Linked DNA regions of Gossypium hirsutum: region 1 is linked to region 2. The links are chromatin contacts, called in public Hi-C maps. All regions are on one chromosome and are shown on one strand. The core of a region is the stretch at or near the end of the contact, and the rest is flanking DNA. Distances in the headings are between cores, read along the strand shown.

The links. A called contact is a pair of places that touch in the nucleus more often than the background predicts.
Region 1: a Hi-C map of leaf shows a contact between it and region 2, with 2.2 times the contacts expected there. The contact joins the promoter of LOC107934092 here to the promoter of LOC107929391 in region 2. A contact is called at or near these places in 3 of 34 Hi-C or Micro-C datasets (callus, hypocotyl and leaf).

The regions. Positions count from the first base shown.
Region 1 is chrA08:114,626,874-114,631,774 of Gossypium_hirsutum_v2.1, forward strand. It overlaps LOC107934092 (transcription factor KUA1), which reads left to right and starts at 2,092. Exons shown (of 3, transcript XM_016866442.2): 1 at 2,092-2,714; 2 at 3,505-3,713; 3 at 4,105-4,901. The coding sequence starts at 2,444. The coding sequence ends at 4,611.
Region 2 is chrA08:114,485,701-114,490,586 of Gossypium_hirsutum_v2.1, forward strand. It overlaps LOC107929391, which reads right to left and starts at 2,608. Exons shown (of 4, transcript XM_016860798.2): 1 at 1,764-2,608; 2 at 1,598-1,669; 3 at 1,457-1,502; 4 at 821-1,363. The coding sequence starts at 2,360. The coding sequence ends at 1,497.

The DNA of each region.
Region 1 (4,901 bases), core at 842-3,341, 140 kb after region 2:
TTATAATCTATTGATTAAGTGTTCACTTTAAATAAATCTCAAGTTTTGATCTATTGATTAAGTGTTCACTTACTCAAAATTAACTGAATTCAAATCATTATTCTATAAAAAATAATACTAATGGATAAAATAATTTACCAAACCTCAACGAATTAAAGAAAAATCATGACATAATAATGTATAACAATAACAACTAGGAAAATGTTTTCTTAAATATTTCCCTAAAGAAACAAGTTAAGGATATGAAAATCCATAGAAATTTCCACCAATTATATTTTCTTTTACCCTTAAAGTTCATAATAATTGATTAAAATTAAGTTTTTTTTCAATAAAAATATTAAAAGACTAAAAAAAAAAATTGAAAACATGATGAAACTAAAATAATTTTGCCCCACAATTTCTAAAGCAAAAACAAAGAAGAAAGTACAGAAATAAAGTGAATTAAACTTACAAATGAATGATCTATTCAGGATAACAAAAAAGGAGTGGGAAATCAGATGAATGGTTCCAAGCAGAAATGAGCAAAGTCGACGGCTTTATTGAGGAATAAAGATTCTTTTTTGAAAATTATAAAAATATCATAGAAATAAAAAAAAATCTAAATTTTTTTAAACTACTTGATTTTCATTTTAAAACTATCAATTTTTATATTATTATTTTAAAATTACAAAAATATATAAAATTATTTTAAAAAACACGTTTATAAAATAAAATATACATTTAACCCATTCTAAAATACACTTTTGAGTAATGACTGTGATAAGAAACATGTTCATTATTTTTAAAAATAAAAAAAATAATTTTATTATATATAAACTTAAAATTTAAAATGTGAATTAAAATTAGCATTTTAAAGCGGTGGAGTCCCTACCCACTGTCCTTATATTAATGTGATTAAAATTTAGCCCCTGGCTAAAGTTGGATAGATTATCCAACTAAACCCAAACCCAAGAGGAAGTTGATAAAAAACTTACGAGTGAGAAAAGGATAATTCATTCATTAATATCTATTTATCATAAATAATTGTTTGTCGTATCTTCATCACAATTATTTCCATCCAAATATCACCCCTCCTTTAACATTCTGGCCCCACAAAACTTCACCTAAAATCATTTTGTTTCACTACCCTCCACAATTATCTATAAAACACCGACTATATACTAGATTTTAATTTATTTTTTTATATTTAAAAGTTTAAATTTTAATTATTCTGATTTTAATTTTTTAGTTTCTCCTGTAATTATTTTTTTATCGAATTTTTTAACTCATATCACCTGACCGACCATCTGGTCATGCCCACCTCCCATGCTATCACAACAGGACAAGAGGTTACCAAGGAAATGGACAACAAGACTAAAAAATATATATTTTAGATTAATTGGAGAGAAGTTGTTAATTTTAGTTATAAGTAAATAAATGCCACTGTTAGTTAATTAATAGAATTTATAATTGCAATGACTAATTTAAATAATTATATTAATTAAAATGATTAAATACAGTTTTAGAATGAATTTTAGTATAATTTATTCTTTTTTTTATGGGAGTGAATATATATATTTAAATATGTTGCTATAATTATAAAAAGCCAGTATTTAGAAAATGTCCGCGGCTTTGGATAAAGTGGATAAAGCTTTTTGTGTGATAAAAATAATTTATGACGATGACTTATCCTAGAAGCTTTAATGCCCTAGAATATGCCATTTTGCAAATGGCGAATCTCCACGCGTACGGCCCATACACATCTCACCAACCCTTTTGGGTTTTTGGATCCCAGACCAAGATTACGTTTCCTTCCAATTAACCTCTCCGCCGTACACGTGTCATACCATTCATTTATATTTTTTAATCGATAGTTTCTCAAATAAAATAAAGAAATAAAAAAAAGCTGAGAAGAAAGAATACGTCACTTATTTTCTGACAGTTTTTATTAATACCGTTTCCAAATTACTTTTTTATTAATAATTGAAAATATAATAAAAAATTATATTTAGAAAATGGAGAGACAACATGGGATTAAACTATTTATCGCTAAAAGAAGAAAAAAAATGGGAATGGTCTCAAGTCTTGTTGAAGTCAGCTCCCCACACCAAACGTATGATGATGGCACACCATTGTTGACCATATCAACGGTTAAAGATAAAATATGATAATCTCCAACAATAAACTCCGCGAAGCACTAGATCATTAGATTTCCTTTTGCAATTGAATAAATAAATACATGCGATATGGATATTGTTTATCCCTCTTTCTCTCTCCCACCTGCTAACACAGCCAGAGGGGAGGAGCCAGATAAGAAAAACTAAAGGAAAATTGTTTTCTGGTTCAAAACCACAGCCCTAATCCACATGCGGTTCGGATCCGGATTCTCTAAGATCCGGTTGACATTCATCGCTTTAATTTTCATTCTGATCTGATCCCAAACGAATCTATTCGGCCGTGAAAAATGACGCGTCGCTGCTCACATTGCAGCCACAACGGCCACAACTCTCGGACATGTCCGAACCGAGGGGTCAAACTCTTCGGAGTCCGCTTGACTGACGGGTCGATTCGGAAGAGCGCCAGTATGGGCAACTTAAGCCAATATTCCGGGTCGAATTCTGGCGCGCATAACGGGAACGGGTCGGGTTCGCCCGGTGAGGGTCCGGATCACACCGATGGTTATGCTTCTGAGGATTTCGTCCCCGGGTCGTCTTCGAGTCGTGAAAGGAAAAAAGGTTTCAGTTTTTCGATGGATTAATTTTATTTGCCTATTATTTATGTTTTTATTCTGTGGATGATTAGTGTAAGACTATATAAGCTACAGAAGAAAACCTTCCAAATACTTTTGAAGTCTTTTCTTTGGCTTAAAACTTCCATGTATTTATTTTGTGCACATTGATCACGTTGGATTTGTTTACAAATATTTTTTTCAGTGATCACGTTGGATTTGTTTACAAATATTTTTTTTTCTGATTAAATATAAAATTTCTGAAGTTTAAGGATTTAAAGTAAGTTATGGCATTTCTGGTTAGTTTTGGACTTAATTTATAGTTCATTCTTCTGGTTAGAGTAGGGGGTTGTTTTTTTATTTTTTATTTTTTGAATATAGTGAGGTGGGCTGCTGAAAAACAAGAAATGGGTTTCATAGTTCATTATCGAGATGTTATGGATTTTAGTAATTTTTATATTATAATTTATGCTATAACATGAAATTTGTTGGGTTAAATCTTGTCCAAAAGAATGGTTATCAGATGTGATATCACTGAGTTTTGGTGGTGATAAAATGGGTTTCATTTTGTGCCTGGTGACCGTCTACATTGTTCTAGTATTCGATAATCCTTCAAAAATTTGATCATAGACATTGGGGGAATGAGAAGTCCAGAAGACATTGAATAATGGTCTAAGTACGTGGTGTGACAATGACTAGGTGCCTTTTTCCTTGTTAATGAAACGTTGAAGCAATAGGATAAAACATGGGTGTACTTCCTCTGAGATTCTTGAATCTGAGTTATATTTGTTTTGCAGGTGTTCCTTGGACAGAAGAGGAGCATAGGATGTTTCTCCTTGGTCTGCAGAAGCTTGGGAAAGGTGATTGGCGTGGAATCTCGCGCAATTATGTTATATCAAGGACTCCTACTCAAGTGGCTAGCCATGCTCAGAAATATTTCATCAGGCAGTCCAATGTTTCTAGGAGAAAAAGACGTTCTAGCCTCTTTGATATCGTAGCAGATGAAGTTAGTACCATTTTCTCTATAATGATACATCAGTTGCCATATCTTGTATGAATTACTAATTTGACTAATTGACTTGATGGTTTTTGGTTGACTATTTCAACTTCCAACTACTTTAAACCTTGAGAACTTAATAATGTAGATATGACTAGGATCGTGGACATACCACTGAGATTTCTTTCATTTGTTTGTGAAATTTTTGCTTCAGAAGAAATGGTTTGCTTTGTACTCGTATCAAAGGAAACTCCTATATAATACAGCTAGCTTAGCTTGTTCTTTAAGTATAGGTTTATACCTATTTGCTTACGAACAGTCCTGGATACATTTTATATCCATCCAATTTGACTGCTTTTCTAGTTGTGTAAGAGATCTTTTTCTTCTTTATTTCTTGCAGTCAAGTGACACTCCAATGGCATCACAGGATTTGTTTTCTGCTAACCATCCACATGCTGAAACACAGAGTAATGACCAGTTGAGTATTCCACCTACATTGGATGAAGAAGATAAATCAATGGATTCCAACAACTCGAATGATGGGGAAACTGTACCTCCAAAGTCAGAGAGCTCACAACCCTGTTACCCAGTAGTATATCCTACTTACTTCCCACCATTCTTTCCATATTCATTGCCATATTGGATGGGGTATGACACAGAACCAACGAAGAAGGACACGCATGAAGTGGTGAAGCCAACAGCAGTACATTCAAAGAGCCCGATCAATGTTGATGAGCTGGTGGGCATGTCAAAGTTGAGTTTGGGAGAAAGTATTGGTGATAGCGGCTCATCATCTCTTTCATTAAAACTTGATGGCTCATCTAGGCAGTCTGCTTTTCATGCCAATCCTGCTTCATCTGGTAATTCTAACATGGATTCAAGTGGGAACCCAATCCATGCGGTTTAAGATAAAAACTTGATCTGAAATTAATGTCGTAGGTTAGCTTAGGGTTTGTGAGCAGTACAGGTTAATATTGGTGGTAGTAGTAGACTAATAATTTGCTATCTGGTTTGGGTTTAGTTATATATATATTTCTTTTGTGGGTTCAACTCAATAAGTTTGGTTTTCTGGTTTTAACTTAATCCTATGCTTAGCATTAGGTGGTTGTTGTAGTAGTATGTTAGAGATTATTTGAATCTTTTAACAATGTGTTTGAACTTAAGTGTTTTCATTGAAATTGATGAAATATGAAGTGG
Region 2 (4,886 bases), core at 1,358-3,857:
TCATGCAATGTGTAATTATTTAATTATTCCATCAACCATACTAATTTTTAATAATAGAAATGAAAGGAACTTTTAATAAAAAGAAAATATACTCTTTGATCTAATGTATAAAGATTAATTTACTCATTTTTTGAATAAAAAAACAAAATACAATTTAAGTCATAATATAGATTATTGTAAAGTTTTATGCTATTGGAAAGATTTGGAGATGAAGTGAGATATAATCTTTTAAAATATTGGTTTATAGTTGTATACTTGTTAATTATTCATAGCAAAAATGGCAGGATTAATGATTTTCCTTTTATTTTCCTCTCTTTTGGGCAAGAATCAGATAAAACATCCAGCAAAACTAGGCACTTTCAACTTTATAAAAGGTCACTCTTTTTCTGGTAATCAGTAATGAATATGCTTCTAATTTACTAACTATTAAGACATCAAAACAGAGGCTTGTTGACAGAAAAAACAGAACAAATATGACACTATTATGTTTGCTTTGGATATAAGAAGTTTTCACACAACAATCCATCGCCAAATCATAGAAAAAGAAGCCAGTGGATAATAATGTGTTACTTCAAGAGATTAAGATGATTTTTAAGGTCCTGTCAGTACTGAAACACAAGCTTCCTTTTTTATTATCATCTCACAAGTGCTTAAAGATCCTACATGAAACACAAGCTGACAAAATATTCAAACTTGGGCCATTCAAATTGTCTTGTAAGATGTATAGAATTTATCTTGTCAACTGCCATTCAATTTTGACCAAATCAAAATGCATAATATAGCAACAACAATAAAGATTTCTTCATGCTAAGATGTCATATTTAGTCAAAGCAAATATATATATATTAATCAACTAAAATTAGAACCTTCTCAAAGTGTTCCTCCTTGCGAAACTCATATGTATAGAGGAAGGAGCTCTTCCAGATAAAAGGAAGAATGTAGTACCCTCAATATTAAAGTTAATCATCCAATTACGGATTGCAAATTAACTACACAGCTTGAAACTCTGCCCCCCACCGATGTAGGGAAGCCTGTCAAACATCGTAAGCAATCAACGAATTAGAAAATCTACAAAACCCAACACCCCAGAATCGGAATACTTATTTGGCATAGCGAAATCAAAAGCTTTGAAAGAAACTCTCTCTATTTCATCCATATTCCTGTTCATATTTGGTTTCTTAAACTAAAACTCTAACCCTACTCTTCCCTTTGCACAACACATATAAGAAATTAAATATCTTCTCATGCTTTTCCTTTACAAAAGTCATATTTTCATTATACCACAAAAAAATTGAGGTCTCAAATGTGCCATACCCCTACAAAGCTCCCAGATTTGCAAGTTCACTAATACCATATCCATCCCCTGCAAACACCATCATCACCAAACTATTTCAGCTGCAGACTTTGAAATTTAACTAAAAAAATCCCCCAAAGTTAAAAGAAATTTAGAGACAACCTTTCATATTTTGTAATCTGTTTTGCATCTAACAATAGATCTATTTCTGCAGATAAACAAGTTAAAAGAGATTTCGGTTATGAGCTACGGAAATCCTAAATACAAACAAGTTCACATGAAAATTTAGATAAAGCAACAAACCTTAACAGGAGCATCAGCAATACGGTAAGCATCAGCCGTCGTACCAACCAACCATAACCCAGGGAAAACATTCTAAAAAGTCCAAAAAAAAAAAAGAAAAGAGGATAGATTAAATGATTATCAGAAAATTAATGAAAAACGAAAACCCAGAAATATTAATCCTTACATCAAGCTGTTTCTGAATATTCTTTGGCCTTTTCTTGGGCCTTCTTGCAGGTCTTGATCCTGTTATAACAAAGATGTCTTCCTCAATCTCTTCCTTTGATAAAGCTATCCAGAACTTCCTTTTTTCTTTCTTTTCCGCAACTCCCCCATTTTCAGCGAAACCCCTTAATCTCATCGACTTCGGCCCCACCGTTTCACTCGTCTTTTCCGCCGCCGATGTCACTACCGCCGCCGACGTCTCCATCACCACTTTTCTAGGTCTCAAATTCCATGGTCTCTGCACAGTCTCCTCCTCATCTTCTTCAGCTTCATTTTCTCGCGGCTTTGACGACTCTTCTTCTCGTTGCTGTCGTTGTTCTTCTTCGCGGTGGATTTGTTTGATGGCTTTCGGTGGTGGAGGAAAGGATGAGCGGTGAATGCGGGTGGAGCGTGACCCAACACGCGTCGGACGAAGACGGTCGTGGTCCGAGTCGGATTCAGGAGAACGGCTGTGATCGGCGGTGGCAGCGGATGAACTACCACCTCCGTGGGTCCCCCATTTAAGAAACGGAAAGTTGAAGTTGTGTAAAGGCTGAGACTTTATCGGTGCAGTAGCCATAAAAAAATAACAAAACAAGAGCGAACAAAGAAACAACTGCACATAAACGACCAACACTTCTTAAAAGATGAGAAATTGAGAAAGAAAACAAAGCGCGGTGGAGGAAGTGGCGGAGCAAAGGAAGAGCAACCCTGAAAGATGAGAAGGAAGAAGAAAGAAATATCAAATATGTTCGTTGAAGAAATAAACTTTATTTTTTTTCGTAGGTCACTTATACAAAAGCGAGATCACCCGGGGACCGGGTTTTTATGTTATGAATTTTTTAGGCTTGATGTTCCATTTATTTACGTTGTGTACCGGCAGTAAAAGGTAGAGGTCTTCATGAACTGGGGGTTCTCTATATTTATATTTATTTTAAATTTTTTTAATATTTACATTATCGCTATATATTATTTCAGATTTAATTTAATTTTTATGTGTAGTAAATTATATAATATATAAAAATAGTATAATATAAAATACTATAAATTTAAAAATAGATCGGATTAGGGTTGAAATTAATTGTTAAATATTTAAGTTCAAAATTTATCAATATTTTAAATGAGTTTAATTTTTTAATCTAATCTTTTTATTCAAACTATCTTAAATTTCAAGCAAACCTTTAAATCTGGATAAATATTTCGACCCAAACAAGTTTGAAAAACCACAACTCTAATGTACTACTTTTGGAAGTTTGGCTTCAGGCCAAAATTGGTAACAAATATGTGAATAACTTCATCTATAAACCACTGAATTCAGTTCAAAAAAAATTAAAAATTACTTTTTATAAGATGATTAATTCTTAACATTTTAATACGTTCAACTTTATATTTTTTTAAAAAGAAATAAAATTTAGATTAAAAAACATTTTTTTTTGCCATTTACCCTCTCTCGAATTCACGATTTGGGGTGAAAATTCAACCCTGATAATCAATAGATTAAATGTTAAGATTGTAATGAAAAATACTTACCACCTCAAATTTAGTAAAAAAAAAAAAGAAAAGATAAGTATACTCTTACTATCATTTATCCATGTATCTTCTATTTAGTTTATTCATTGATTTATTTTAATATTTTTGAATTATTTTATATAAAAAATATTTTTTATTTTAATTAAAAATAAATACTTTAAATTTATGTATAATTCAGTCATATTTTAACCTAATATTATAATTAAAGTAAATTTTAAATATTTAACATGTATTTACATAAAAAAATAATTAAAAAAGAAAAAAAAAAGTAAAGAAAAAGTGAAAACAAAAATAATTATCATTGATAACAATTTTTAAAAAATAAACTTGTAGTAAATAAAGTTATGACTTGATGTCAAGGTTAAGGTCTTGAAAATTTTAAAATCTTAAATTCAAATTTTATTTCATATAAATAATTTTATATTTGGTAAAAATTATACATCTTCTTACTTAAAAGATAATAACATAATGAAGTGCTAAGGAATCCCCTAAAAATATATATAAATAACTCATAGAACATTTTTGGACCAACAAGGTTATGCACTTACATATTATGTCAGAAATTTCATTTATGATGATCTTGTCTCATCCATTCAACAGTCTATGTGCTAAGAGGACTATAATTTTCTAGTGTCTCCCAAATCTACTTCATAAAAATAAGGCACTAATCTTTAATTATATCCCTTGTCAAACTAAATGTATTTCTTAGTATAATCTATTTCTTAATTTTGTATCTGTTATTAGAATCTTAAAAAGTTAAAACTGTCATCTGACATGACATAATTAATTTTTATAATTTTCTGTAAAGATTTACAATGTGTTATATTCCTACTAAACATGTCATTTGACACAGTTGTTTTAAAATTCCCTTTTAGTTTTTCTTCAACACATGTCACCATGTGTTAACCATTAGCTAAACCATCATCTAATGCGATAAGTTCAAAGATTTTTCAAAAAGAAAAATTGTACAACATTAATTTTTTTTAAAATTCATATTTACCACGTGTCACATCTTTATTGAAACTGTCGACATGGTTTCATCTCACATAAACAAAAATGTAAATTACTTTTCTAAATTAATCTGAAATTTAAATTTCATATTTAAATAATTTCTAAATAATCTGAAAAATAGATTATGTGTTTCTTTTTAAGGAGGTGCATTTATAACCCAAAAAGAAAATCTAATTTTAGACATTAAATTTTAAATTAGAAATATTTTAAATTAAAAAGAAAATTATAACCCCCACGTAATATGATTTGATGGATTTGGGGTAGACCTGTTCATAGGTCGATTCACTCAGTCCAACCTAAAGACCCGTTCAAAAAGTGAAAGGTTTTGAGTAAAAATATTAGTCCGAAAAATGAGTTCAGGCAAAATAAATAATGCTAATTTAAAAATTAGGCTGAGTCTCGAGTAAGGTTTTTTTGGCCTGGGCTCAACCTAGCCCAAATTAGCAAAAAAATTTCTTATTATTTTCTCACTGTTTTGCTACAATTTCACTATTATGTTACTACTATTTTGTTGTTATTGTTTGGATATTATATAACTCTTGTTTTATTATTAATTTTGTTACAA